2 separate regions of the Zea mays genome follow, and region 2 is linked to region 1. A link is a contact called in public Hi-C data. All regions are on one chromosome and are shown on one strand. The core of a region is the stretch at or near the end of the contact, and the rest is flanking DNA. Distances in the headings are between cores, read along the strand shown. Region 1 has its middle 36 kb from the start of LOC103638266. Region 2 holds the start of LOC103638270 (DNA topoisomerase 1).

Evidence for each region. A called contact is a pair of places that touch in the nucleus more often than the background predicts.
Region 2: a Hi-C map of leaf shows a contact between it and region 1, with 4 times the contacts expected there. The contact joins the promoter of LOC103638270 here to the enhancer-like site in region 1. A contact is called at or near these places in 3 of 25 Hi-C or Micro-C datasets (ear, leaf and tassel).

What each region holds. Positions count from the first base shown.
Region 1 is chr9:38,330,950-38,335,585 of Zm-B73-REFERENCE-NAM-5.0, reverse strand. No RefSeq gene overlaps it. Among protein-coding and RNA genes, the nearest start is that of LOC103638266, 36 kb to the right of the region's middle. Within about 2 kb of position 1,270, at least 19 of the 20 cell types and tissues checked have an H3K27ac peak or open chromatin away from gene starts, as enhancers often do. A contact at or near this core is called in ear, leaf and tassel, where this site is marked.
Region 2 is chr9:38,786,259-38,790,716 of Zm-B73-REFERENCE-NAM-5.0, reverse strand. LOC103638270 (DNA topoisomerase 1) reads right to left here and starts at 2,640. Exons shown (of 21, transcript XM_008661232.3): 1 at 2,293-2,640; 2 at 632-1,674. The coding sequence starts at 2,388.

The DNA of each region.
Region 1 (4,636 bases), core at 21-2,520:
GGCTAATTTATTTTCCACTGCGCTTTATGATTTTTGGCTCACTCTCGAGCTTGTATCCCCCGGTATTGTAATAACTTTACTCAGACTCTGTAACTATTTGAAGTAATGAATGTGGTTACTAGCCTCCTGGGACTAGTAATTGTATCACATTTGAGTCCCAAAGGATCGGGACGCTTCAATCAACCCCTATGGTTGCTGCTACATCTGAGAATTTGGGCAGCCGAACAGCTTGTCGGGGGAGTGCTCGGGCTGCGCGGTGCCTGGTGCGGCGGCAGCCCCTATAGCTCCTCCATCCCCTGTAGGTGCGAGCTCATCTTCCTGCCTCCAGCGCACACCAACCAGGTGCGAGCTCGACCTCTCCCTCCACTGTAGCTCGGGCCTGGCGGCTGGCCATAGTCACTGCCCGCGTCAGCGCCTAGTATTCCCACACAGACCTCGCCGGGCTGCTCCAGGCGCTCCTCCCCACGTCGTTGGAGGGCCTGGTGCGGGTCGCGCTGAAGAAGCAGCCCCATTGACTCATCTCTCTCCCCAGTTCTTTGGTGCGATTCAACCAAAACCACCATCCCAACTCCGAACAAAAGAGAGGCAGAGAGCAGATCTAACGAAAGAGAAGGAACCCTACCGGAGAGAAGCTTGCCAGCGTGGTAGAGGTCGCCGACGGCGAGGAGGCTGACTCGTCAGCTTCTTGCGCCACCGTCGCTCCCTTGTGGCTCACGGGATTTGTTCCAGACCCCTAGAGTTCTGGCTCTAATCCAGGATCATCCCTAGCCAAAAAATTCCAAACCCATGGGCTTGAAATCCAGTGGGCTTAACCGAACACCAAAAAAGATAGAATCTGGATTTTTTCATGGGCTTGGAATATAACCTGGATTAGGCTCCAATCTAGCCTCATCCTAGCCTGGATGGACTTAACCGAACGAAGCCTACAGTGGTAGAAATGGCTGTTTGAATGGAGCACGAGTGGGGAGGAATAACGGACGGCGCGATGGGAGTAATGGAGAAGAAACAGTCGCCATTAATGGAGGTGGTCGAGTTGGGAAGAAACGGACGGCTACGTAGTGGGTAGGGGAGGAAGGGGAAGGGGCGGTCTGCGCAAGTGGTGGCGGTTTTCCGGTAGGGCGGCGTTCTGTGGAGGCGAAGGGGCGCTGGGGAGGTGAGGCGGCGAAGAACGGCAGCACACGACGTTCAATGTACGAGGACTACAGAGGAACGGCTGGAACTGGGAGATAAAGAAGCACCTAATGTGTGGGGCCCTTGCGTCATAGTAAGAAAGAGAGAGGCAGAGTGGGTCACGTGTGTAAGATGGCTAGGTGCGGACTACTAGCCGAGCGGGCACTAGTGGAGTGAGTCCGTATGTATTTTTTTTCTCAATTTGTTTTTTCTTAAAAAACAGATGTGTGCGTGTGTGCGTTTTGTTTTTGGTTTTTTTCTTTTTTTTTGAAATTATTTTCTCTTTTTTTTAAACTCAGAAATTATATATATTCCAAAATAATAGTAACGTAGAGAAGTTACTAAATAAATAGTTTTAGGGCAAATCTCATTATTAAAATAAAACGTGCTTAAAAAAAGCATAAAAGTGAGATTTTTTGCAAATAATTACATACAAAATGATTAACCATATCAAAATACATGTCTTATTAAATATATCTATTTTTAACAATTCACTATTATTTTTCAAAATGATATTTTCTTGCAAAACATAATCCAAAAGTTAGATTTGCAAATCGAATCAAACAAAGCACATGCTTTGGCATGAATGAATCAAATACTTGATAAAATTTTATGTAATCAAGAAATCATTAAATTTATTTATATCACCATTTCATTATTTGAAAATATACATATTTTCCTTTCTACTGAAAATTAATAATATAAACTAAGTTATCTTTAATTGATGGATTTAGTGTGTTACACCAGCCTCCAAGAGAGAGAAGAGGGGGAGAGGGAGAACAGAGGGCGGCGGCTGGCTTGGAAGAAGCCAGGGGGAGACGCGGCTGGGGTGTTTGATGGGCCCCTAGTGGGCCTTAGGGTTAGAGTTTCTTTTGTTTTTCTTTTTTTATTTCTTTTCTAAATTCGAAATATATTTTAAAATAACCCTAAAATTCATAATAATTATACCAAAATTATTTATAAATAAAATATTTATTTTTGACTAATAATTATTACATTATTTACTAGGATTTTCCTATATGAAGAAATGCTATTAAATATCCACAAATCAATCATGAGTAATCAAAAATTATTTCAAATGCAAATAAATAATAAACACTTGAATAAAAATTTATTACCCTAATTACCATATAACTAAATGCATTATTTTTAGTTGATGGTTTTTATAGTGTTACAATGGAGGTCAATGCACTCATAAAACGATCAAAGGCGAAATAGTATTTATCAATAGTCATATCATGTTGCTCAATGACATGAATCTGCTGCATAAGGGTATGTAAAAGAGCACCGCTATCCTGAACAAACCGATCCTTCAGATGTGACCAGATAGCCTTAGCAGTGGTGAATTTGGACAGACTCGTAATCATAGTTAGTTTAGTGCTATTGACCATTGCAGCCATTACCTTGTCATCGTTGATCTGTCAAGTCTTGATTGCAGCAGCATTGCTTATATCAGCCGCTAGAACTGGAGAATCTTCAATCAAATGAAATAGTAAATTGTGACCCCTTAATGCAGTCTGAACACAAAAAGACCATTCTGGGTAGTTCTTCCCATCAAGCATAATATTGACAACAATAGCGTTGGCCGACATATTGAAGAGCAATAAAAACGCTATCTGAAAAAGACTAGCTTGATGGTACCAAAATAACTTAGCGGGTGTAGATCTGGCCGGGGCTGTAGAAGACAGGAGCACGGCGGAGCAGATCCGACGGATGGCCAACGGAGCAACAACACCGGGCAGCGGATCTGGCCAGGGCTGCAGAAGGCAGAAGCACGGTGGAGCAGATCTGATGGAGGCAGGGCTGACAACACCGAGCAGGCCAACGAAGCGGTTTTACAATGACTAGTAAATGATACTAATTCATCGCACCACTTTCTTTCTGTCATATACCATCTTGGAAGAATGTAGATTGCATTCATCGCAGGGTCATTTCCTGAAGGAGGCTTGTACCGATCTGATGGAGGCAGGGCTGACAACACCGAGCAGGCCAACGAAGCACTGGCGCGCGTGGCGAGATGGAGCACTGGCGCGAGTGTAGCTGTCCGCGTCCGCCCGTGGACAGATGACGGCGAAGGAGGGCGGAGCAGGTGCCGCAATGGCGCAGGCGCGAGCGCAGTAATCCGCAGACAGATGATGGCACAGGAGTCCGCAACGGCACAGGAGGAGGCGCGCGTCCGCGACGGCGCAGGAGGGCTGAGCAGATGACGGCGCGACGGGGCAGGAGGGCGGAGCAGATGCCGAGATGGCATAGGCGCGAGCGCAGCAGTCCGCGTCCACATCGGCGTCCGCTCGCAAACAGATGACGGTGCTGGTCCGCGTCCGCGACGACGCTGGAGGGCGGAGCAGATGAGGGCCGCGACGACGGCTAGGGTTGAAATGGCCGCGACGGCGACGGCGGCTAGAAAATTAGGTAAACCCTAATCATAACCTGCTCTGTTACCATGTTACTAACCTTGGGGTTCACAATAGATAATCAGTCCCTAAGGACTATAGGTTGTGTGTGTGTGTGTGTGTGTGTGTGTATATATATATATATATATATATATATATATATATATATATATATATATATATATATATATATATATATATATATATAGTATTTAGAGCCCTGGGCTCTCTCTAACTAATGGAAGCCCCGACCAGGTGCGCTGACCGCACCGTACCGACCAGGCGCTGACTGTACCACCTAGTTACGTCAATTATAACTACGCGTTATGCTCAATCCTGTTATGTTTTACACACTTTTGGTGTGCACATGTTTCGCGGCATCCGGGCCCACGAAAAGATCGTGTCCCCGCAATCTGGGCAGCTTACGTCTATCGGGCCCACGAATCAAGGAACCGAGCACTCATTTTTTCAGCTCATCTCTCCCGTAACTCTCGCGGCGGCCGAACCCTAGCGTCTGCGTCCTTGCCCAGCCGCCGGCCACCACCTCCATCCTCGCTCAGATCCGTCCGCGTCCTCGCCCCCTCTGAACTCGCCCAGCCGCCGGGCACCGGTGATGCGTCCGCGTCCTTGCCCCCTCCTGGCTTGCCCAGCCCCCGGGCACCGGCGATCCGTTCGCACCCTCGCCCCCTCCGGACTCGCCCAGCCGCCGACAACCAGCGATCCATCCACGCCCTCGCCCGCTCCGGACCACGCCCGCGCCGCCTCCGCGCCCTACGAACTTCCCGTCATGGGCCCGTACACCGTTTCTGTCTTCCTCGAGAAGGGCTTCCTCTCCATCCCCGGGTTCATCCTCGCCGGCGACAACCTCATCGCCAAGTGCCCCTCCTGGTTCTGGTGCATTCTTTACTCATCTCGCCCTGCTCTTGTGATTTTTATTCCTAAATACATCTTTTATGCTAATTTGAATGTGTTATTATGCTCAATTACCAGATCTCGTGTACGCTCCGCATTATAAACACGTAGACCACCAGTTCTATATCATTTTTATGTTCTTTTGGTAAATACGTAGATCC
Region 2 (4,458 bases), core at 1,391-3,890, 450 kb before region 1:
TAGGATTAGAGCTCCTATCAGAGAAACTGCGCAGATTGTAGGGATGAGACGTTGCAGGCTGGCGCAGGGGCGTCGTGGACAGGCTCGCGGTGGACTGGCGCATGGGCGTCGTGGCCGCGCTGTTCTTTGACGGGCGCTGGACAGTGGCTTTGGGAGAGGAAAACACGCCTGCTTCCTTTGGAGGAAGTAGGCTAAATAGTTTTCTGCTTAATTCATATAGAGTGGTGCTTACAAGTATTTATACTCCCTTCTAGTCCTTATCTAAAGAGATCAAATCTGAGATCCCCGCTTTTCTCTCTAACAAACCTTATCTCCTTAATCTTCTAATCCTTATCTAACTAATTTGCATGTCTATTGTTGTCCGCCGCCTCTGCTGTTGTCCGGCGCCTGTAGTGGCGACCGGTCATAACAGAAACTATCGAACATTACAGCAATTACTTCTACAATGATAGATCTATTTGATTTTGTGTTTCTTTGTCTCTGTAATTAGAAGGGCAGCTAATAAGTATAAACCTTTGACAAAAAATGTGAAACTGTTTTATACATGAGGAGGACATGCGTAATCTAAGTGTATGTATGTTTCATGTAAACAGAAAAAATGTATCCCTATTACAGGCTACGAAAAACATACCCTTTCAGTGCAACTTTAATGCTCTTAAGGTGTGTCCAGGCAGCAGCAGGCACCTCCCAGACCATGCTGAAGTCATCATTAGGGCGGACAGATTTTGATCTACCTGCTAAATCTCTCACATGACCATAGCTTGGTAACACTTCATACATGTCCCCAAGATAATTCTGAATAACTTTTGCTTTCGTGGCTGATTCCACAACCACGACTGATTTGGCTCTCGGAGGATACAATGGCACCAGTGGCTTTTTCTCAATACCAGAACCATCGATAGAGGATTTCATACAAATCTCAGCTTCAGAAGATACAGAAGAAGCAGAAACCTTTGCTTTTGACTTTGACCTATTATTCACTTTTTTCTCTTTAGGACTATCAGTACCCTTTTTCAGTTTACAATTATCAGTCTTCTTGTTTTCTTGCTTCGCACTAGAACTCTCAGTCGTCTTTGTTGCAGCTATACAAGTTCTAGAAGATATTCTCTTTTTCTTGGTATGTACTTCCTTATCTTTCATAACTCCATCAACTTCTTTTTTGCTTCCTCTTGAACGCCTCATCTTGGCAGTGTCAGTCTTAGAATCAGTAACACTCTTGCTGCTGTTACTAGTAGATGTTGAAGCCTCGTCAGCAATGGTGCTACACGTAGCAACTGTGCTTTGGCGTTTCTCAGATCTACAAAACAAACTATGTGCAACACTTCCATCTTCCCTTCTCACATTTAGATTATTGCATGAAGTCTTATTTTTAATAAGAAACCTTAGCTTTTTACTGTATATAGTTGAGAATGGTCGTGAATTAACAATATTATTAGTCTTTAAAGCAATTCCACGGCTGTCCCTCGCTCTGAAACATACAGAGCTACGGTTGCCAGAGAGTCCAGTAGTAAAAAAGGTGCTACTTTTGGGCTGTGATGCAACCCCAAAAATATTTCTCGAGCACATTTTCCTTGTTGAATTGCTCCTGAATGCAACCCCACACATTTCACAAGGGCGGAAAGGTGACAAGGGCCAGGGTGCGGAAGAATATCTCTGAAACACCTCGAACTGAAGCTGTAAAGGAAATAAATAGACAAAACATAAAAACAAGCACAACTCAAATGAAATATTATACCAAATTATAACAGGTAGAATCGTGAAAAAAATCATTCCATCCCATTCTCATGATCACGTGGAAAAAAAGAATGAAAGAAAAGCAAAGAGCAAAAGTCATTATTATCTTTGTATACATTCGACATCAAACCGAAAATAGGTGCTTCATTTTAACCTAAGTCCCATATTCAGTAAACGTTCGTAGTTGAATAATTCTTTAAGAAAAAGTAGATGAAACAAAAGAAAAATAAGGTGATTGACGCAATGGTGGTCGATAGTAGCTGGTATGTTTTATTCCTTCCAAATCAGGCTTGCACAATGTTGTGCAAAGGCAAAGGATGTCTTTCTGTGTAACCAGGGGATAATACACTGATATACTCCATGGCACACCCCACAGAACCTTGCTTTTCGCAGTGCCACCCTTTTTTTGAAAGAAAAATAAGCGAGGCTTTGTCAGTGGCTCACGGGCAAGACAACGAACAGGTAGCGTACTAGCGTTCAAGCCGCACCACCATGCACCCCGACACTTTTGGACGTGATAAATTCTCAACAGAATGAGGAGTACAGTGAGTCACTCACCATCGCGAGTGGCGGCGGCGGTGATAGCACGTGGGTGACAGCGCGGTGTCGCTGGCCGTAGCCGTGCGGGAGGAAGCGGCGGAGCTGGAGCGCCATGGCCAGCAAGGGGCGGGCGCGAGCTCGCTTAGGCGAGGAGAGCCATTGTTTCTTTCGGCTTGGGTTTAGCTAGGGTTTTAGGGGCGAGGGGGGAGGTGGGAGTGGATTGCGAGGTGGGAGATACCGACGGAGGGAGAGGCGGCGGCAGGAGCTGTGGGAGGGAGAGGAGGCGGCTGACTGGGGCTTGAGGAAATATCTAACCGACTCGCTTGTTTGGAGATGGACGGTTGGGGGACGGGCTAGATTGGGCTGGTGGCCTAAGGCTTCCTCGTTTGAACATTTAACCTCATTTAGAGCAACTTTAACAAGTCATAAAAAATGTTGCTCCCAAAATATAGAAACGGGGGTTGTTAGATTAATGTGGACTTAGCCTAAATTTATTTTCAATAATAAACAATTCTAATGGTTCGGTTGAGGTTTCAAAAAGAGGTGAAAATTGACAGACCACCTGTTCCTGTCACCACATTAGAGCCAACGAGCAAAAAGGTCATAATTCGGCCTTGTGCGGCCGATAAAAGTAAAAATAAAAATATCGTCATTGGTGATCCTCGCACACCAAATATGTCATGCAGAATGGTTACTCTGAAGGCTCCGGACAAAAGAAAGACCGGAGGCACCGAGGGGCAAGCACGATCGGACACCCGATCACGGTCACCTGTCCTGCGTACGCCGGACGATCCGGGTACTAAGGCCGAACAGTACGAGACAGGCGCGGACAGTCCGGCTATGATGGCCGGACGGTCTGCAGATGGTCAGAAGCAGCAACCTCAGACCATCGGACCACAACGTTCCAACACAAGTGTTAGGAAACAAAACACTACCAAGACGTCTGGACGACTCAGTAGAGTCGGCCCTACTTTTGGTCAGTTGCTTGCCAAATATATGAAGAAGGTCGTTCCACACAACCGGCCAATAAAACAAACGAAGTCAAAAGGGCGACCTATGCGAAAGCAAAAGCCGACTAAACGAACCCAAAGGGTAGCGCAACCAAGATCGCCTTGTCATCCTCCTCCGGGGATAGCATGGTGCGTCCTGTTCTATCCATCGTCGATATGTTGTCCTGCTCATGTGTGGGGTGGTACGGCGATGAATTCATATTACTGGTCCAATCTGTTTGCTTGTTTGGGCTGGGGGGCACCACAAGTTTTTGCCTATTGACAGGTTGATCAGGTAGACATGGCCGAAGAGGATGCGATCCGAAACGGCCTCTGTGCATTAAAGTTCCATCAAGTATTTATATTATCTGATCGCAAGAGCCGATGACTTGCATCGAGCTGAGTCCTTACTTCGGGAACAAAAGCTCATGAGGTCAATTGTTTCTGAAGTTTTCGCTGATGCTTTTGGTTTGCCAAGCTCCACCAAAAGGCAGGGGGCATATGTTGGACACCAAAATGAGCGGACGGTCCGGCCCTTGGCCCGGACGGTCCGAGTGTCCTGAGATTAGATTAACTCAGATGTTTATCCTTATCTCGTGCGTGGTTATCCATCTAATCACGTGGGAGTTTGTTGGCTATCTCTTAGGAAAAGGTCCAGACCTCCTCCCCTATAAATATAAAGGGGTACGGCCGATTGAGAACCCCCGAACACATTCCAATCGAACCAATTACCTTATTTACTTTTCATGCCCTAGGAGTAGATGTAGCATAGTTCTAGTTGTAGTCTTCCACATATCCAGCTCCATCCCTATTCGACTCTACGTCGTCTAGATCCGTCTTGGGTGGCCTGCCGATCCCAAGACAACCCTATGATCTCACCCCTCTCGGGGGGCAAGATCTAGTTGTCCATCCAAGACCTCTTCCTCGAATTGATCTCTTAATTCCTAGGCGGCTCCACGTCGTCTGGGGACGCCCCGGGTGACCTATCGACCCAGAGCACCTTAAGATCTTTTCCCCCCAGGGGACGAGATCTAGATTCCAGCAAGGAGGAGGAAGACGACCCTGTCGCCAGGTCGCGGACCGTCCGGCCCTAGGGTGCGGACTGTCCGGCCGTCAGGCAGGGAACCCTAGCCTCGCGTCAGGTCGCGGACCGTCTGGCCCTGTGCCGCGGACCGTCCGCGCTTGACCAGAGAGC